Regions from separate parts of the Pan troglodytes genome. Here region 1 is linked to region 2. The links are chromatin contacts, called in public HiChIP or PLAC-seq maps. All regions are on one chromosome and are shown on one strand. The core of a region is the stretch at or near the end of the contact, and the rest is flanking DNA. Distances in the headings are between cores, read along the strand shown. Region 1 holds the start of HINT3 (histidine triad nucleotide binding protein 3). Region 2 holds the start of NCOA7 (nuclear receptor coactivator 7).

Region 1 (5,542 bases), core at 2,208-4,707, 180 kb before region 2:
TCTCTCCTAGCCTTCACAGGAGCTACTTCAAACCTTTTACTTGGAAATAACCATATAATTGCTCCTTCTCCTTTTTCAAGGTTTAACCCAAATGTCACCTGCTTAGTGCAGATTTTCCTGACTAAAATTTTAAAACTGCATCCCCTTCCTCTTTATTTTCTGCCATCTAATAAACTATAAATTTTACTTATTATTTTGCTTATTATCCTTTTCTGCAACTACAAGGTGAGCTCCATAAGGGCAAGGAGTTTTGCATGTTTTGTTTACGGCTGTATCCCCATGCCTCCAACAGTGCCTGGCACACAGAGAGTGAGGAATGAGTTTCCTCTTTCCCAGGGTCAACATTCTACCCCCTGGGCCATTTTAAACCTCTCTCTATAGGCATCTTCCCGGATTTGAACACACAAAAGGTTTCACTGTTTTAAAAGCTTTCTCTTAATCCCCAACTTCTCCTGTAGCTACCACTACCTTTCCCTCCTCCCCTGGATTGCCAAATTCCTGTGAGAGTTGTCTGTATTTGCTGTCTTCACTCCTTCCTTTCCCAAGTTCTTCTCAATCAACTGCTATCTGCCTTTTGCTTCACCACTTCATGAAATTGCTCTCCTCAAGGTCAATGAACATCACTTTGGGGATACAACCAGTCCTGCTCTGACTCTGCAAGGACATACAAGGGTCATCTAACCCAGATTTGAGGATGAAGGCAGGCTAATATTGCTGCTGACATTGCTGGCAATTCCTTTCTTTTTGACATACTCCCTTCTCTTAGCCTTCCCAGTGTTCCTTCTATTTATCTGTTCCTTCTCTATTCCCTTTCCAGGTCCTCTTCCTCTGTCTGTCCCTTATGATGTTAGCATTCTTCAGAGTTCTGTGTAGGCCTCCCCTTCACTTTTTACCTCATGGGTGATCTCATCGCTTCCCTTCTTTTTCAGTTTCCATCTATAAACCGACAGTTCCTGTAATCTGGGTTAGAGATACAGATCCCTCTACAGAGTGCTAGACTATCCAACCATTTAAAAGACATCTCTACTTAGATGCCTCAAACTCACCTCAAACTCCACAACTCCATAGCTGAACTCATCGCTTTGCTACCTCCCACCACTCCCCTGGCCATCTTTTCTCCTCCTGTGTTCCCGAGCTTAATGAAATGGTACCACCACTACTAGTTTACCCTAGCCAGAAACCTGGAAATCATCTTTGACTTCACCCTCTTTCATTTCCTTATTCTCTTATATCTAAATCAGGGTTTCTAAACCTTGGCACTTCTGACATTTTGAGGGCTGGATAAGCCTGTTTTATGTGTGTGTGTTGATGGGGTGGTGGGGGTGCTGTCCTGTGCACTGTACCATGTTAATAGCAACCCTGGCTTTTATCCATTATTTAGGTCCCAGAAGCAACCCCTAGAAGTGCCAGAAGTTGTTACAATCAAAAGTATCTCAATACATTGCAAAATGTACCCTGGGAGGGCAAAATTGCCCCCAGTTGAGAAGCACTGACCTGTATCCATCAAGTCCTGCCTGTTTTACCTCCTGAATACTGTATCCCTTAAATTGATATACTTTTCATAATCTCCTCTACCACATTCTCATTTCAGGCCATCATCAGGGTAGATTAATCTACTAGCCTTCTAACAGGTCTCCATACCTCCAGACTGGTCTCCTCCAAATCATTCTCCACAATGATGCCAGAATGACCTTTCAAAGATCAACCCCCTTCTATAACTCCGCAACATCTTCCTCCCAACCCACCATTAAACATTGTGAAGTTTCACTTTGCTCTTCAGATAAAGACAAAATTCCTTCACATGACTTCCAACACACTTAATAATCTGGTCCCTTGTTTACCTCTCCAGCCTCGCCTTTCATCCTCTCAAACTCTATGCACTAGTTAGACAATTTCTGTTAGTTTTTCTATCACACAAACTGAACCTCTCGGGGGGTCTCTCCACCTGGGACATTATTCTCTCCATTTCCTCATCTGATCAACTCCTACTTATTTCTTCATGCCTCATTTCCTCTGGAAAGCCTTCCCTAATTCTTCAGAGCTGGGTTAGATGCTCCTCCCACAAGCTTACAAAATACTGTAAAATCACCTGACCACAGCACGAGACATTGTAACTGGCTACCTCCTCTGTATACATTCCGCCCTTTAGATTGTAAAATCGGGACACAGACTGTCCCTTATCTTGCTCAAAAACCTCCAAAACAAGGTGCTTAGAAGGAATTCTATTTATTTTTTTAAAAATAAAGGAATGTTTACTACAAAAGACACAATCTTTGGAGCTAATTCTCTCAAAAAGTTGTTTCTATATGGACAAGTAAAACCAACAGAATAAAGTGTGTGCCAGATTATCCGCTTAAAAATATCTGGGCAAAGTCTTCATGCTCTGAAAATGTCCACGCATCCCAACTGACAGTGGAATTCAGAGGCAATTCAATAATAGTTTGACCTCAGACCCACTCCCTCCAGCCTATTTTCTGCCAATCTAACGAACAGCTTTCCACAATTATCATTACCTATTTTCTACTAGTTTTCTCATCAGTATCGGTATTAGAGTGTGCAGGATTTAAAATCAGTATCTTGAAGGTGGAGAAGAATCCTTGTAATAAAAGCAGAGGCCACAAAATGTTATTTGTACCAAGTACCTGGGTACCTGCAAACATAGGCCAAAGCATTCGGCCCTGTCATTCACTCTTTGCCCCTTGGAACAGCAAAGATACCGCTGGAGCCACTGCCTGTCCGTCCCCTAGGAGTGAGTCTGTCATCAGCACCCGGACCCCGCAGAAAGGCCCGTAGTGGGCGTATCCCCAGCTTCCCCGAGCCCCATCCACACAGAGCGGCCCTGCCTCTGCGAGCTGAGTAGCGATCGGGATCCTCTGCACCCGCTCCACAACGGCGAGGCCTCCCTGCCGGAGCTCCGAGGGGCGGCCAGGTCCTCACCCACCCCCGGCCGCGCGTCGCCGCCCACCTCGCAGTGCAGGAGTTCGGTGCCCGGGTCCTGCCGCCCCGCGATCCGGCAGAACACGCAGGTGCTGTCGTAGTCCTTGGGCTCTGGTGACTTGGCAGCGGCTTCACAGGTCCCCACTGAGGAAACCGTAGTTTCTGCAGTCGCCGAGGCCTCACAGTCGGGGGCCAGGCCGGCGCTGCGGTTCACCTGTTCCTCCGCCATTGCACCCGCCCCTCGCGGCCTAGAGCCTCGGCCTCTCCAGCGCTACCGGGCCCGCGCAGTCTCCGCGTCCCGCACCTCCTCCGTTTTACCTCGAGACGTCGCCCCTCGCCTGACGCTGGGCGGTGATCCAGGCTTGGGGGAGACGGAAGGAGACGCGGTGAGGAACTTCAAAGCCGGAGGCCGGCCTGAAAACCGGCTGCCACTAGAGGGCGCGCAATGGCGCTGCCGAGAGTCGTCCTGACCCCTGCGCCTCGTTGGTAATGACGCACGACGTCTGCCAAGGCGCAGAGCGCCCAGCGCGTCGTGGTGACATCACAGAGGCGCGGGAGCGTTTGACATAATGGAGCTTGTTGGGTGTTCTGGACAGGCGTTCTTCAAAGCCCATAGTATAGCGTGTCCAAATATTGTATTACGCTGCCGTTTTTTTTTTTTTAAGTTTTTTAAAGTTTGATTTTTAAAATTCGTAGGTTTTTAAAGAATGAGCAAAATTCCTAAAGCCTTGTTTTCAACAGACATCATGTTTGCTGCTTTTTCAGCCACGATAATTGTAGTTTAAACTCAAAATGTCCAAAACTGACCTTTACATCTCTGTTGACTTTTTATTGTTGTTAACAGCACAGTTAGATCAAAATAGCGACCTTTTTTTTTTAATCTCACATTCCTCATATACAAGTAGATGTGGAGTCCTATAGTTAATAGTCTGAAATATCCCAGAAATTCAGTGCCAGTGCCTCATAATGCCTCACCTAGACCAATGCAATCACCTTCTAACTTATTTATTGATTTTCCTGTCACTCAGACAAAACCTTCTGTAACTATGTGCTCAAAGAAAAAGTACCAGTTCCTTAGCTTGGTGTTCAAGGTGGACTCTGATTTGACCTCAGCTTTTCGTTTTGTGATACTTCGCACTTGCTGAGCATCTAAAACATGCCATATATTTCTCTAATTGTCAAAAAACGCAAGGTTGGTTTTATAACCACCGCTCTAGAGATGAAGGACCAAACTCAGAGTTGCCCAGTCCCACACAACTAATTAATAGTGACAGAGTTTAAGATCAAGGTTTGTCTAACTCCAAAACCCACCAACCTTTTTGACATACAGCACTCCTTTTTTAACACCAAAAAATTTGTTGGACTAGCTCACTATAGTAGTTATACCCTTGGTATTTGCTGATTTAGAAAATACATAACAAATTGGGAATTCAGTAATGATTTTTAATGGATTTATGTTGTAATAAAAAGTGGTTGTATGTGTTTTGAATTGTTGTACATATACATTCAAGACATTTTTCATTCCTTTTTGTAGTTGGCCAGTAGTTTGGGGAACCACTACAATAGCTTCACTGCCTTTCAGCACCCCAAAGCAGAGTTCAGAATCAATACATTAGAGTTTTGCCAAATTTTAGTATTCACAATTTCCATGCCTGTACTACACCTTCACATCACTGCTTTTATTCACACAGTTCTCTCTCAAATATTCTTGTTTCCATCTCTTCACTCCAAATTCTACCTTCCAAGCCACCCCTCCAATGCTACCTCCTTCATGAAATTTTCTTTAGCCAAACTGACATAAGCACATCCTCTTGCAAATTCATATAACAGGTTTTCAATATTTCTCTTGTAGGATTTGTCTCTTTGTATCTTATAGCTATTTATGTACTTATTTATCCTGCTAGAAATTATGTTTCTTGGCAACAAGATAGGGTGTGTGAATCTTCCATAATGCCTAGTACAGTTGGAACAGGAATTAAAGAATGTGTAAGCAAAAACTCAGTTGTATGTAAGAAAACCCAGTTCCCCCTGAGGAGGAGAAAGAGGTAGAGTCCTTTAAAAATTAACTGCCTGTTTTTCTGTCTGTGGCTAGTGAGCCTTATCTCTCCCTTTCCCAGGCGTTGTGAAGATCCTGTTTCTCTAGCTGTGCAGCTGCAAAGTCACTAGACAGATAAACTCAAGTCATAAAATATGTTTTTCCTTGAAAAGTAAGAAATTATGTAATGCATATCTCAATTAAATAACTGTCATTTTTCTCACTTCTGTAATATGCTTCCCCCTGCACAGATCTCCCCCCAACTGCCCCCTGCCCACGAAATGCTTAAAAGGTAACCTGACCCTTTGTTCGGGGCTCAGCGGATGTTAATCTGACTGTGCCGGTGCACCTAAATAATAAATCCTCCTCAACCCCTCGGTCTTTCTGATTCCTAAATAATCCTGCAACACAGTGCTTTGCATGGAGGTAGACATTTAACAATTTTCTAATGAAGAATGGTTAGGAGCAAGGTCACAGGATGAGAGTGTTCAGGTTTCACAGTGTGCAAGGATACTACAGATAAGAGTGTGCTGATTCATATCATACACATGTATTAACTTACGGAAAAGC
Region 2 (5,594 bases), core at 852-3,351:
GGTACGTAGCCACTAAATTAGGGACTTAAAGCCATACAAATTTATTATCTTACAGTTCTGTAGTTCAGAAGTACAACGTAAGTCTCAGTGGGCTAAAGTCAAGATGTTGGCAGAGCTGCTTTTTGTCTGGAAGCCTATGGGAGAAGAGGAACCGCCTTCATTCCTTGGCTTGTGGTTCCCCTTCCTCCCTTTTCAAAGGCAGCAATGGCCAGATGAGTCTTTTGCACATCACATCACTCTGACCTGACTCCTCTGCCCCCCCGCCTCTTTCACTCATAAGAACGCTTGTGATGATTGGGGCCCATCCAGGTAATCTAGGATAATCTCCATCTCAAAATCTTAATCACATTTGCAAAGTTCCTTTTGCCATGTAAGGTGACATGTCAACATGTTCTGGGGATTAGGACAGTGACATCTCTGGTGTTGTGGGGTGAAGTGGACATTTCTGCCTACCACACTTACCCATTACAGGTAATGTGATACACTGGAATTATGTGCATTCTGATATAATGCACACATCACTTAGGATAGTTGTCCTGCCAGAAGAAATATTTAAATTGACTAACTTTCTGAAACTGTTGTCCTCCACTATTCAAAAAGGTCAATGATGTAAAAGAAAAAAGGCTGCGGAAACTGTTCCAGAGTAAAGGAAGGAGACTACAGATACATGACAACTAAATGCAAGGTATAATCCAAGAGTGTAGCCTAGATTAAAAGAAAAACTATAAATGAGATTATTAGGACAACTAGAAAATTTGATTATTGACCATATAATAAATGACAATGTGGAATTAAATTTCTTGAGTTGATAATTATATTGATTGCTCTTAGTAGATGCATAATACAGTGTTTAGTATGTATGATAAAGCATCATGCTGTCTGCAGCTAACCCCAAATGGTTCCGAAAAAAATAGAGAAAGCATATATGGAAAATATTAATAATTGATGAATCTAGAACAGTACTGTAAGATAGAAATATAATGTAAGGACATGTATAATTTTAAATATCCTAGTAGCTACATTTAAAAAGTAAAAAGAAAGCAAAATTAAGTTTAATAATATTTTATTTAACCCAATATATCCAATTATTCTCATTTAAAAATGTAATTAAAGTAAAAAGTATTAACACGATATTTTACATTTCTTTTTTTTAAATACTAAGGCTTAAACATACAGTGTGGATCCAGCATTTACATAACATCTATTCATACTGGCTACATTTTAGTGCCTAATAGCCACAAGTTGCTGGAGCTCTAAATTGGAAGGCAAAGGTATGGATGAAGGGTATATGTGTGTTCAATGTTCTATAGTTGCAACTTTCTGTTGCTTTGACATGTTTCGAAACCAAAAAGTTGGAGGAAAATGAACCAGATATGTGTTGTATGTGCATAGATTATTTCTGGGAGATACAGAAGAAGCTGGTAACACTGGTTACTTCTGGGAAGAAGAAAGGAGTGAGTAGGAGGATGGTTTTCACCATACCCTTTTGTACTTTGTGTAAAATATTGTGACTAAACCTATACAAATTTAAACTAATATCTGCTTAATCTTTTTATTCAAAACCAGATGGTCTAATGCTGAGGTCTAGCAACCCCTTAAGTAAGAGTTAAGAGCTCCACCTACTGAACTTGATCTAAGATTCCTTGGGATAGGAAAAAAGGGTCCCACTTAAAATACAATAAAGTGTAGAAATTTCTTCTGATGATTTTTCTATCTTATTATCTTAATAACCCCTTTAAATCTTCCTGTTCTCATATTATTACATATTTTCAGATAAAGTATCTCAATGATTTAAACTCCATCTCTGAGCTGCTGAAAAAAAAGATACGAGATTCAAGCACAGGCTCACCTAATTTTTGTGGTAATGGATGATGACTGCAACTCACAGTGGCGCCGGATGTTGTGAGCAAGTTCATTACAAATTTATGTCTTACTTAAGCTTCCTTCCATCTTGCAGCGGAGCGAAGTCTCTTGGGTCAGATTTCTTCAACTATAACGGCTGACATTTTCAAAGTTGAGTTATATCTTACTGCCCTCTGCATCTACTTTATGAGGGTTTCTGAATTAAGGCTGGGCTGTAAGGTGTCTTGACTCCTTTGGTAATTGCATCATTTCCTGGCCGTGTCTAGTATATAAGGCGGAGAAGTGAAGCAATTGCCCAGATAATAACACAGTTTGGAAAGTAGGAGGATGACAAACACAGTGGGTTTGAAGGACTTGCTTGGAGCCTTGGGCAGATGTCCTGATCCTTCACTAGGCATACCACCCACAGCTCTCTCAGCTTCGTTAGCCTGCGTGTGCCAAATAAATAAAATAGAACCGCGTGCTATGAGGCTACGTGACCCTTCATCACCCATATTTGTAGAGCACGCGCTCTGCACCCAGGACAGCGCGGGGTCGCTCCGGCTCTTCGCCGAGAAACGCTCTCAGCTGGTGGCAATCTATCGTTAGATTTAGTAAAATGTTTAGAGGGACTTATCATCCGCGTGACAGAGAACGAAGAAAGACGGAGAGGGACAGAACTTAGATTTGGAAAGAGCAGCTAAAATGGTTAATAAAATAATAAAGCAAATTACAAGGCTCTGGACAGTACGCGTCCAGACAACACTTGTCTTGGTAAAGAGATTTACATGTTACGTAAAAGAATGAGAATTTCCAGGATATATTTTCCAGCATGGCAATAGGAAGAGGATTAGATTTGGAGGGTATAGGTTTTTTCCTCAAGGGGCCATCCCGGCGCTTCCGAGAATTTGCTTCAATTTCAGGAAATAGATTCGGGGACCAGGACTCAGAACAAGAACAAAGTGGGTGTGGCTTAGACGTAATACTCTATCCCCTACTGGTTAGAGGAAGTAAGTGCAGATTTTTAACATAGCAAATATGTTTAGGGAGAAACGTTAAGTAAGTTCCCTGGTGGTCTAGTGGTTAGGATTCGGCGCTCTCACCGCCGCGGCCCGGGTTCGATTCCCGGTCAGGGAAAACTTGTTTTCCTTGACATTTGTGTCCTGCATGCCATTTAGAAGTCAAGAGTTTTGTGTAGTTTTCACTCGCTGGTTGGGTTTTTTTTTCATAGTATTTTTTTTTCTTTTTAAATCATAAGTTTTATGTACTTTTCATTCGCTTGTTGGGGTTTTTTAATCATTAAAAATTGACCGTTTTAAAAGTTTATTTAATCTAAGGCTTAAAATACGCCATCTCTATTTACAGGTAATGTAATTTATAATCAATCAAATAACATAAAGTTCTGTGATTCTAAAATTGTATTTTTCAGTTTTTAAAAATAATTTGGATGTGTTTACAAGCAGTCAGTTAAGCCTTTGTTTAACCTTGATTTTGTTTGACTAATAAAAGAGGAAGATAGTTTTATGAGGAATAATACTTATTCAGTATCATGCTTAGAGTTAATTTTTAGTTTTTCTGTACATTCAGATTATGTACTTTGGAGATTATTTGCCTATATTGGAGCTATTCCTACTCTCATCTCTATAAATATGAGATCTTTTCTGAGATGTATGGTTGGACATAGCTAGTTTATTGTGTTTTAATAACTCATTTAGTTAATGTTTTTTTTGCTAATTTTAAATTTTCTCTAAGAGATTTACACAAATATAGTAAATGTGTTACATCCAGAGTATCAATTCCCACTATATAAACCATATAGGCCCCTCAAAAATGCACCTACTTATCATTAGTAATTCCCACATTCAGGGTAAAGTAGAATTCTGGGAGTTCCTCAAAGGAAAATATGGCAATGGTGGAGTCAAAAAAAGAAAAATAGTGTTATATAGACATTAAGTTTTTTTTGATCCTGAAAGTTCTAAACCATCCTAACCTTTGCCACTTTTTGAGCTGTTGGATTTTTTTTTTTTTTTTTTTTTTTTTTTAATTTGAGACGGAGTCTCTCTCTGTTGCCCAGGCTGGAGTGCAGTGGCACGATCTTGGCTCACTGCAAGCTCCGCCTCCCGGGTTCATGCCATTCTCCTGCCTCAGCCTCCCGAGTAGCTGGGACTACAGGCGCCCGCCACCAGGCCCGGCTATTTTTTTTTTTTTTTTGTATTTTTTGTAGAGACGGGGCTTCACCGTGTTAGCCAGGATGATCTCGATCTCCTGACCTCGTGATCCTCCTGTCTTGGCCTCCCAAAGTGCTGGGATTACAGGCGTGAGCCACCGCGCCCGGCCCCACCTTTTTTTTTTAAGGAGAAATTTCATCATAGCATAGAAACAGACTGAAAGCTTGATTGCAACTAAAATGAGTTTGTTTTGCTCTCCTTTTAGCTGTGCTGAGACTGATTGGGAAGAGGAGAATGCTGAGTACTTAATGTTCCAGGAAGTCCATTGTGATAGGTGCCATGGGGTTAAGAAAAGATGTGATTTTTGGTGCTTAAGAAGCTTTCACTTCATTGGATAATTAAGACAAAAATATGTTGTCACCATTAACAAAAGTAATTGGCACCATTCATTGATTATTTGCTGCATATCAAGTACTTCAAATAATCACGATATATGGTAAAAGAAGGGAGAAGGAAGTGAGCACTAGAATCAAAATAGAGCTTGAAAACTGTTTTTCAAGCTGGACCTAAAGGCTAGAATTATCCGGAATGCCTGAGAAAAGGAGAATGGACATTGCTTCTAAGGGATCCAGGATGACCATGGTCTAGTATTTGCAACGAAAAGGACTAAATGTGTCAGACTGGCTGTAGTAGGGAACCTGCGCTGGGGAACAGTGGAGATGAGGGCACATAGGTGACTGCAGCTAGATTATGGAAGACCTTAAGACAAGTCAAGAAATTACGAAGGGAAGCCAAGAGGACTCGATGTCTGATAGGATATAAAGGGTTAAGAATAGGGAGGAATCAGTTGTGAATCCTTGATTTGTTCTGTGTGGCTAGTAAAACTGGGGTGGCATTAAAAGTAATAGGAAGGTTGAGATGGAGAAACTGATGAAGAAGAGAAGGTAAGTTCAGTTTGAGCCCCACAGAGGCAGCACAGCTAAATGTGGTTGGAAATACAGAATGGGAATTTTGGTGATAATTAGGGTAGAAGGGAGAGATTTTGGAGCCATTAACCTAAAAGTTTGAGAAGATTTGAGCTCTTCCCAAAGAAAAAACCTATAAAAAGGATAGAGGACCAAGGAAAAAACCCAGGAGAGTATACAGTAAAGAAGAAGGGGAAGAGGTAGAAAATGGTGAAAGAGTAGTCAGAGAGGGGCCGGGCGCGGTGGCTCACGCCTGCAATCCCAGCACTTTGGGAGGCCGAAACGGGAGGATCATGAGGTCAGGAGATCGAGACCATCCTGGCTAACACGGTGAAACCCCGTCTCTACTAAAAAATACAAAAAATTAGCCCTTGTGGTGGTGGGCGCCTGTAGTCCCAGCTACTTGGGAGGCTGAGGCAGGAGAATGGCGTGAACGTGGGAGGCGGAGCTTGCAGTGAGCCAAGAAGATCGCACCACTGCACTCCAGCCTGGGCGACAGAGAGAGACTCTGTCTCAAAAAAAAAAAAGGAAGAGTAGTCAGAGAGGTAGTCATAAAAGGATAAGAGAGCTTCAAGAAGGAAGTAGTGGTGAAGAAAATAGCATACTGTAAAGATATCAA

The links. HiChIP or PLAC-seq counts read pairs in DNA pulled down with a chosen protein or histone mark.
Region 1: an H3K4me3 HiChIP or PLAC-seq map of stem cell-derived excitatory neurons shows a contact between it and region 2, with 8 times the contacts expected there. The contact joins the promoter of HINT3 here to the promoter of NCOA7 in region 2. A contact is called at or near these places in 3 of 7 Hi-C or Micro-C datasets (blood, a lymphoblastoid cell line and stem cell-derived neural progenitor cells), 1 of 1 datasets of contacts at active chromatin or transcription factors (stem cell-derived excitatory neurons) and 1 of 1 other capture datasets (stem cell-derived neural stem cells).

The regions. Positions count from the first base shown.
Region 1 is chr5:137,832,768-137,838,309 of NHGRI_mPanTro3-v2.0_pri, reverse strand. It overlaps HINT3 (histidine triad nucleotide binding protein 3), which reads right to left and starts at 3,457. Exons shown (of 5, transcript XM_001165850.4): 1 at 2,966-3,457. The coding sequence starts at 3,166.
Region 2 is chr5:137,652,295-137,657,888 of NHGRI_mPanTro3-v2.0_pri, reverse strand. NCOA7 (nuclear receptor coactivator 7) reads right to left here and starts at 2,101. Exons shown (of 16, transcript XM_063813429.1): 1 at 1,850-2,101. It overlaps TRNAE-CUC (transfer RNA glutamic acid (anticodon CUC)), which reads left to right and starts at 2,908; the gene lies at 2,908-2,979.